Linked DNA regions of Mus musculus: region 2 is linked to region 1. A link is a contact called in public Micro-C data. All regions are on one chromosome and are shown on one strand. The core of a region is the stretch at or near the end of the contact, and the rest is flanking DNA. Distances in the headings are between cores, read along the strand shown. Region 1 overlaps Sec24a (Sec24 related gene family, member A (S. cerevisiae)). Region 2 overlaps Sar1b (secretion associated Ras related GTPase 1B).

Region 1 (4,299 bases), core at 1,083-3,582:
TGTAACCCTCATTGTAGAACTCACTTTGTAGACCAGGCTGATCTTGAACTCACAGAGATCCACCTACCTCTAAATCTTGAGTGTATTTTTATATTCACCTTTATTTCTCCTTTTTCAGGAAGTAAACCATGAATACAAAAGTTTTTGTCTTTTTTTTTTTTTTTTTTTGGTTTTGGTTTTTTGAGACAGAGTTTCTATGTGTAGCCCTGGCTGTCCTGGGACTCACTTTGTAGACCAGTCTGGCCTCGAACTCAGAAATCCGCCTGCCTCTGCCTCCCGAGTGCTGGGAAGGTTTTGTCTTTTTTTATTCATTATTTAATCACAGCACCTAGTATGTAATAACAGTAAGTGAAAAAGATGTAAGTGCATTATTTCACCTATAAGATATAGTGATTGCCGGGCGTGGTAGCCGCACGCCTTTAATCCCAGCACTAAGGAGGCAGAGGCAGGTGGATTTCTGAGTTCGAGGCCAGCCTAGTCTACAGAGTGAGTTCCAGGACAGCCAGGGATACACAGAGAAACCCTGTCTTGGAAAAAAAGTGCAGTGATTATTTTTTTTATACTTTGTTTTAAATTTACTTTACTTTCTGTGTCTGTGTGTTTTGCTTGCAAGTGTGCCTAGTGCTTGTGGAGGCCAGAAAACATCAGATCTTCTGGGACTGGAGTTACAGATGGTTGTAAGCCACTATGTGGGTGTTGGGAACTGAATTTGGGTCTTCTGCAAGACCAACCAGTGCTCTGGATCACTGAGCTATCTCTCCAGGCCCTATTTATTTAATACTAACAGGTGAAATAATTCACTAAAATTTTTCTCGTGGTATGCCAAAAAGCCTCTGTGCGATGAGCTAGACCACCAGCTTTCGACACATGCTGAGTGCTTACAGTGTGCTGCATGTTGTAGGGGGATGGGAGAGACATCATTGAACAAAATTGCCCAGACTCTTTCCAGGGCAGCCTTGTTCTAGGGGAGCCTCACAAGTTAGTGACCTGGGCATAAAAGCTGGTCTGGGTTCTTTGGCAAAGTCACCATAGAGGAGCACCTGGCATAGAGCCATCAGTGAGTGACATGTGACAGACTGAGGCTCTGCTGTTATTAAACACTCTTGCTTCCTGCAGATGCCTCAGTTTACCTGAACCTGCCTGGAGAAGGCGTTCTAGTCACATTCAGTCTGTGAATATTCATTGTTCTCTGCCTCTTGTATTCCTCTCCACCAACTGAGACACTAGCCCTCACCTCACAGCTCCGCCAGCCTGAGTGCAGCTACTACAGCACTAAAACTGTCCCAGCCTCAGCTCTGCTCTGCCACTGTCCTCATGTGTGGTACCACCCTGCTTCAGAGGCCGTGGGATCTGCTGTATTGAGTTTTAATGTCTCTCGTTGTGGAAGAAACAATTACCATCCAGCAGACGTGGCACACTTGCTGGGGTCTTCTTGCTATGCCATGTGTACCTTTATCTTGTCGCCAGGGTACCATCCTTCCCAGGCTTCTCAGCTCCATCACAGTCACTGCAGTTAGGCCTAGCCTAGCAGTGAGGAAACAGACACCAGGAGATCGGGTGACTTAGCAATGGTCAGGTATTGACTAGTTGAGACTTCCAGATGAGGCTACAGGGTAATGACTTCTTCAAAGATAAAATAATTTATGATAAATTTGCTAATTCTGTCTAATGATAATCTTTTAGCAATTGACATTTACAAAACTCTTTTTCTAATGTTGGGAGGCGGGGTGTTGTTTTATTGCAGAAATCTTTCCAGACTGGGACAAGTATACGTCTAGATGAACGAATTTTTGCCATGTGTCAAGTGAAAAGCCAGCCATTGGTTCACCTCATGCTCACAACACATCCCAGTTTGTACAGAGTTGACAACCTCTCAGATGAGGTAAGACCAACTCCCTGTTCTGTGGCTTCTTCCGAAAAACGTGAAGCCTGATTATATTCTGTACAGAAATGAGTTTGTTACCTAAATCCTTGTTTGTTTTTTCCTAGGTAAATGTACAGAAACTTTGATAGTTAGGGACATTCCTGAAAATATTAACTTTAAGTTTTCTAAGACATACTCTCTTTTTTTCTAATTTGAGATTTAAAGATACAGATATAGTATACAAGGTGTCTCAGAGTGTCTATTGCTGTGAGAAAACACCATGACCAAAGTCAACTTGGAAGAAAGGGCTTCTTTTAGCATAGAGTTCATCATCAAAGAAGTTAGGGCAGGAACGCAGGGCAGCAGCTGATGGAAAAGCCATGGAGGGTGCTGTGTACAGGTTTCTCTATGGCTTACTCAGTCAGGCTTCTTACACAGCCAAGACCACCAGACCATAGGGGGCGCTGTTGCGGGAAATATTTAAAAAGAACCACCAAGCTCCTGCACTTCATCCGCCCACTCTCCAGCAGGACCAGAGCTCCTGTGTTCCCTTCTCTTGGCTGCCATGCCAGCCACACGCAACGCACCGCAACGACCATCCACCCAGCAGTCAGCACCTCAACACCCAGCAACCCAGTAGAAACAAAACTCTAGAAGCTTATAATTAACAAGTCAGATTTAGAGGGCTGGAGAGATGGCTCAGCAGTTAAGAGCACTGACTGCGCTTCCAAAGCTCCCCAGTTCAAGTCCCAGCAACCACATGATGACTCACAATCATCTGTGATGAAATCTGATGCCCTCTTCTGGGGTGTCTGAAGACAGCTACAGCCAGCGTACTTTACATAATAAAGAAAGAAATCTGGGCCAGAGCAAGCAAGACTGGAGAGAGAAGAAAAAGTGTCTGAAGACAGCTACAGTGTACTTACATATATCTGACCTTTTTTAAAAGATTTATTTATTATTTATATCAATAAATTCTCAATTCACAAGATGCCTACACAATAATTTCAGGGCCAAATGATAATGATACAAGCTGCCCACCTAGATCAGACAAGTTATCCCAATTATTCTATCCCTATATGATGTTTATAACTACCTGTGGCTACTTAAAACCAATCCCACCCCCGTGGGATCAGGATCTTCCTGTTCATCTGCTCTCTGTCCCTGCAACTCTTTGTTCTGCCTCCCTTTTCCCTGTCCAATCACAAGCTTCCTGCTGCACTAATATTCTAATGTAATTGGACAGGAAAAATTCTACCCCCGGGCACTGCCCACAACGGGCTCTTCTCACATTACTCACTAATTGAGGGAAATGCCAATCTGGTGGGAGCATTTTCTCAGTTAAAGTTTTCTCTTCTCAGGTGACTCTAGCTTGTGCCAAGTGGACATAAGATAGCCAGCACAGAAGGCTCTTACCAGTTGTTCCTAATGTTTAACTTTATAGTTTCCTGGGCTATACCTAAATGGCTTATTCCTATAGTTCAAACAACTTTGGCTAAAACAAGAGGATCACTTGAGCTCATGAGTTTGAAATCAGTCCCTGCCTCAGAAACAAAATTCAAAAACTCTAAGAAGAGGAAGAGGAAGAAGAAAAGGAGGAAGAAGAGGAGGAAGAAGAGGAGGAAGAAGAGGAGGAGGAAAGAAAAAAGGAGAGAGACTTGATTAATCTATTATTAGTTGTATTTCACTAATGTCACTTATCTGTTCACTATATATTATATTTTTCAATTTAATTTTTAAAAACCAAAGTCAAGGGGCTGGTGAGATGGCTCAGTGGGTAAGAGTACCCGACTGCTCTTCCAAAGGTCCAGAGTTCAAATCCCAGCAACCACATGGTGGCTCACAACCATCCGTAACGAGATCTGACGCCCTCTTCTGGTGTGTCTGAAGACAGCTACAGTGTACTCACATATAATAAATAAATAAATCTAAAAAAAAGAAAAACCAAAGTCAAGCTTGATGGCACCGATAATCCTAGCACTTGCAAGGTGGGTCAGGAGTTCCAGGCCTGCCTGGCTAACAGGAAACCCTCTCTTTAAAGAATGTAACAGCCCAGTTGGTAGAATGCTTGCTTAGCATGCATGAAGCCTGGGTCCACTCTTCACCCTGGCATTAACCTTGCATGGTGGTTCATACCTACATTGTCAACTCTTGGAATATGGAGGCAGGAGGATCAGAAAAGAAATTCAGAGTTATCTTTAGCTACACAGGGAGCTGGCAACCAGCCTGTACCTAAAGATCTGGTCTCAAAAAACTAAAGATGGGAATGGGCTGGAGAGATGATCTGTGGGTAAAGTGCTTCGCTGCACAAGCATGAGGACCTGAGTTAGTTCCCAGAATATGACACTATGGATCTGTAACCCCAGCACTGGGGAAGCCCAGGGACCTGCTGGCCAGCCAGGTAACTGAGTCAACAAGCTCCAGGTTCATTGAGA
Region 2 (4,299 bases), core at 1,183-3,682, 82 kb before region 1:
GCCCAGAGGGAGTTCACTGTGTTTAGTTTAATTATTCAACTTACATCAAGTTCTTCTTTTGATTCTAACAGCCTTTCATGGTCTGCACAATCCACAAGAAATACAATGCCATTGATAGCAGGAAGGTAGTTTTTCCATACTCTTCGGGCTAACAAAAACAATCAGGAGTTAGGATTTATGTGTTGGTCAAACCTAGCGGATGGTTTGATGGAAGAGTCCAACAAGGCCTCCAGTGTACTGGCGTCTCCCTTTGGCTGCTATTTTACTGTACAGCCAACTGCATTTTTTGCCAAAGACTTTAGTACCAAATCTTCCCCAGAAAACCAAAACAAATGTCAGACTCTCCGTGATTCGGGGCAATGAAATCCTTTACTCTTCCCCATTAAGAAATAGAGTTAGGAGCAGGAGAAATGGCTCGGTGCTTAAGAGTGCTTCCTGTTCTCCCAGAGGACCGCAGCTTGGTCCCCAAAACCCACATCAGGTGGATCACAACTGCCTGCAACTCCAGTTGCAGGGGAGGGGACCCAACACCCTCTTCTGCTTCCACAGGTGCCTGCACACAGGCTGCACACACATGTGTACACTCACAGACACAGTGACTCTCATTATTAAGGTCACTAGAAAACCACTATAAACTCTCATCAACTAATTTAAGCAGTGTGTGTGTGTGTGTGTGTAAGTGCAGTATTTTTTGACATTTCTCATTTCTGAAGTTTAAGTGGTAAGTATGAAATCAACAACAGATGGGTGTTAGTGCCAAGTACAAGCTTGGCAAGTTACAAACTGTTGTATTCAAAACAGGAAACAATTTTTTTTAAAGATTTATTTATTTTTATTATATATAAGTACACTGTAGCTGTCTTCAGACACTCCAGAAGAGGGAGTCAGATCTCATTATGGGTGGTTGTGAGCCACCATGTGGTTGTTGGGGTTTGAACTTCGGACCTTCAGAAGAGCAGTCGGGTGCTCTTACCCACTGAGCCATCTCACCAGCCCCAGAAAACAAATTTAATTAATGAAAATATTCTAAATAGTGCCACCAGCTAGGGACAAAATGGTCAACATATAGCCTTGTAAGAACATTTCTTCCTCAACTCTGAGAGCATTCAAATGGAGGCTGGAGCCATGGCTCCGTGCTTAAGTTGGATGCTCCTCCCTCCAGAGGACCAAGGCTTTGTCCCAGCACCCACTAGCTTTTCACAATCATCTCTAACTCTAGTCCCAGGGAATCCGATGCCCTCTTCTGACCCTGAGGGCACCAGGCACACGAGGTACACAGACAAGCATGTGTGAAAAATACTCAAGTAAGTAAATCTAAACAAAAAGCATTTTCTTTCAGTAGTAGAGAAACATTTCTCCACTGTCTTCAAGCTTACCTTGTTTCTCATGACAAATGTGCTGCTTCTCTGCTTTGATTTCTTATTTCTGTGTGTGAGAGTGGGGGGAAGCACGTGTGGAAGTCAGAAAACAAATGTTGGGCGTCTGCTCTCTCCTTATACTCAACTCGGCAGCAAGCGCCCACGGCTACTGAGCCACCTCCTGGCCTGATATGCTTTCCTCTCTCTTAGCTGCGATCTCTGCGGGCCCCATGTCTTTCTGCTTCCCTCCTCTAGGTGTTCTTCTCAGTTAATGGCCCGAGCACTTTCATTTCTGGGGCTTTAGTGTTGTTTGCATCACATTGTGCTTGGTATTCATCGAGCTCTTTGCATTTGAGAGGTGACAGTTTTCTTGGATTTATTGCACTTTTTATGCATAAGTGCTTGCCTGCATACGTGTCTATGCAGCGCATATGTGCCTGGGAGCCAAGAAGAACAAAAGGAGCTGGATTCCCTGGAACTGGAGCTATGGGTGGCTGTGAATCTCCATGTGGTTGCTAAGACTTGAACCTAGGTCCTCTGCAAGAGCAACAAGCATTCTCAACCACTAAGCCGTCTCTCCAGCCCTAAGTTTCCATTTTCATCAGAGTGGAAAAACTGGGATCTGATATCTCACTTATTTTTTTCTATCCCTTTCCTGGGGAATTCCTGGTACACATGCATTTTACCCCAGCTTTTTAAATGTTTTTATTTTATGTGTATGAGTTGTGCTGGTATGTATGTGTGTCTGTCCACGTGCATGCAGTCCCCACAGAGGCCAGCAGAGGGCATCAGATCCCCTGGAACTGGAGTTACAGAAGGTTGGGAGGCATCACGTAAGTGAGAGAATTAAAGCCGGTCAGTGCATTCAGTGCTCTTAACCACTCTGCCCGCTCTCCAGCCCATTCTTCAGGTTCTTAAAATGTAGGTCAAGAAAAATCTGATAACAGTCAAAGGTTTCTGAATGTTCAAGAACAAAAACAAACTAAAAAACCGGAGCGCCTTGATTCTGGTGTGTCTCCGGCACTGCTGGCTCACGTGCGTCTGTTGCAGCACTTGGCTTCCCCGCAGTCTTGGTGCAACCACATGAACATGTACTGGGCACATCACACCACACAGCTCCAAGCAACACTGCTTCAGATGCCCTGGCTCGGATTCCCGACTACCATGTGAGGAACTGCAAGGTCTTAGCTGTGCAGACAGTTTTCTGTTCTTCTAGAAACATAACGGGCTGGAGAGGTGGCTCAGTGGTTAAGAGCACTGGCTGCTCTTCCAGGGAACCTGGATTGACTCAGTTTCCAGCACCCACACGGCAGTTCACAACTGTGTGTAATTCCAGTTCCAGAGGATCTGACACCCTCACATAGACATACATGTAGCCAAAATACTAATGCACATGAAATAAATTTATAAAAAAAGAAAGAAAGATATGGTTTAATTTCAGAAAGCAAAGACTTTCAATATTTTCCTACCACCGTTTCTCAGAATGTAAGTATCAAACTAATATAGCTCTGCATTGTACTGTTTTTGAATGACTTATTTTAAAAACTGTTGCTTAGGGCTGGCGAGATGGCTCAACGGGTAAAAGCACTGACTGCTCTTCTGAAGGTCCCGAGTTCAAATCCCAGCAACCACATGGTGGCTCACAACCACCCATAATGAGATCTGATGCCTTCTTCTGGTGTGTCTGAAGACAGCTACAGGGTGCTTACATATAATAAATAAATAAATCCAAAACAAAAAAACAAAAAACAAAAAAACCCTTTTACTTAAGTTGCTGATTGCGGTTGCATAAAAAGAGGGTAAAAATCATTAAATCATTAAACACCCAAACATATAAAAGTAAATAAATCTTAAAAAGAGAAAGAAAGAGCCAGGCCTGGCGTGGGTCTTGAGTTTGAGGCCAGTCTGATCTAGAGAGCGAGTTTCAGGACAGCCAAGGCTACACAGAGAAACCTTGTCTCAGAAAAAAAAGGGAATTTGAAAAATGTTACAGATTCTGTCTCACAGTAAAAATATTCAGCTATCATTTAATTCTTTATGTAAAAACAAGCAAATATAGCCATCTTATTAGTATGCAAATTTGCCTTAATCTTTAATAAGTGGTAAAATTATATGTATATATGTATCAAAGACTTTTTACAAATAATTCTTTGATTTTTTATTAAAAATTAATTAACTAAAGTCTATAAAAAAATCATGAAGGTAAAGCCGGGCGTGGTGGCACACGCCTTTAATCCCAGCACTCGGGAGGCAGAGGCAGGCGGATTTCTGAGTTCGAGGCCAGCCTGGTCTACAGTGTGAGTTCCAGGACAGCCAGGGCTACACAGAGAAACCCTGTCTCGAAAAACCAAAAAAAAAAAAAAAAAAAAATCAGGAAGGTAATTTTTTTTCTTGAGACAGGGTTTTGGAACAGGGACATCCTTGGCTGTCCTAGAACTCACTCTATAGAACAGGCTGCCCTCTGCCTCCTGAGTGCTAGGATTAAAGGTGGGCACCATCACCACAGGCTCAATTTTTATTCTTAAAAAATAAATTTTATTATTTTATGTGCATGCGTGTATTGCCTGCATGTATGTATGTATGTATGTATGTATGTATGTATGTATGTGTACTGTGTGTACCTGGTTCCTGTGGAAGTCAGAAGACACCAGAGCCCTTAGAACTGGAGCTAAAGACAGTTGTCAATTAGCCATGTGGGCCTCTGGAAGAATAACAAGTGCTCTTAACTCTCCAGCCTGAGAAAACAATTTTTAGACTACTCTGATGAGAAGTAACTAATGACTTGAGCTTTATGGCCTAGCTGAAAAATATTGTAGAGATGAAATTTCAAGCAAACTCCATTTGATTCTATATTTTATCTATGTATATTATTAGTAGTAGTATTACTAATGATGTACCTGTGAGTACAAGTGTGTGCGTGCAGAGCAACTTGTGGAGTTTA

Evidence for each region. Hi-C and Micro-C count contacts between places; a contact is called where the count stands out from the background.
Region 2: a contact with region 1 is called in a Micro-C map of embryonic stem cells, with 2.7 times the contacts expected there. The contact joins two enhancer-like sites. A contact is called at or near these places in 5 of 15 datasets of contacts at CTCF or cohesin (CD8 T cells, the NIH/3T3 cell line, embryonic stem cells and 2 more), 50 of 484 Hi-C or Micro-C datasets (the AML12 cell line, B cells, the Ba/F3 cell line and 28 more), 5 of 115 datasets of contacts at active chromatin or transcription factors (effector CD8 T cells and embryonic stem cells) and 1 of 9 other capture datasets (embryonic stem cells).

The regions. Positions count from the first base shown.
Region 1 is chr11:51,701,859-51,706,157 of GRCm38.p6, reverse strand. It overlaps Sec24a (Sec24 related gene family, member A (S. cerevisiae)), which reads left to right. Exons shown (of 23, transcript NM_175255.3): 19 at 1,745-1,882. Among named protein-coding and RNA genes, the nearest start is that of 0610009B22Rik, 15 kb to the right of the region's middle. Within about 2 kb of position 2,332, at least 31 of the 459 cell types and tissues checked have an H3K27ac peak or open chromatin away from gene starts, as enhancers often do. A contact at or near this core is called in embryonic stem cells, where this site is marked.
Region 2 is chr11:51,783,999-51,788,297 of GRCm38.p6, reverse strand. Sar1b (secretion associated Ras related GTPase 1B) reads right to left here. Exons shown (of 7, transcript NM_025535.2): 5 at 45-148. Among named protein-coding and RNA genes, the nearest start is that of Sar1b, 22 kb to the right of the region's middle. Within about 2 kb of position 2,432, at least 6 of the 459 cell types and tissues checked have an H3K27ac peak or open chromatin away from gene starts, as enhancers often do. A contact at or near this core is called in embryonic stem cells, where this site is marked.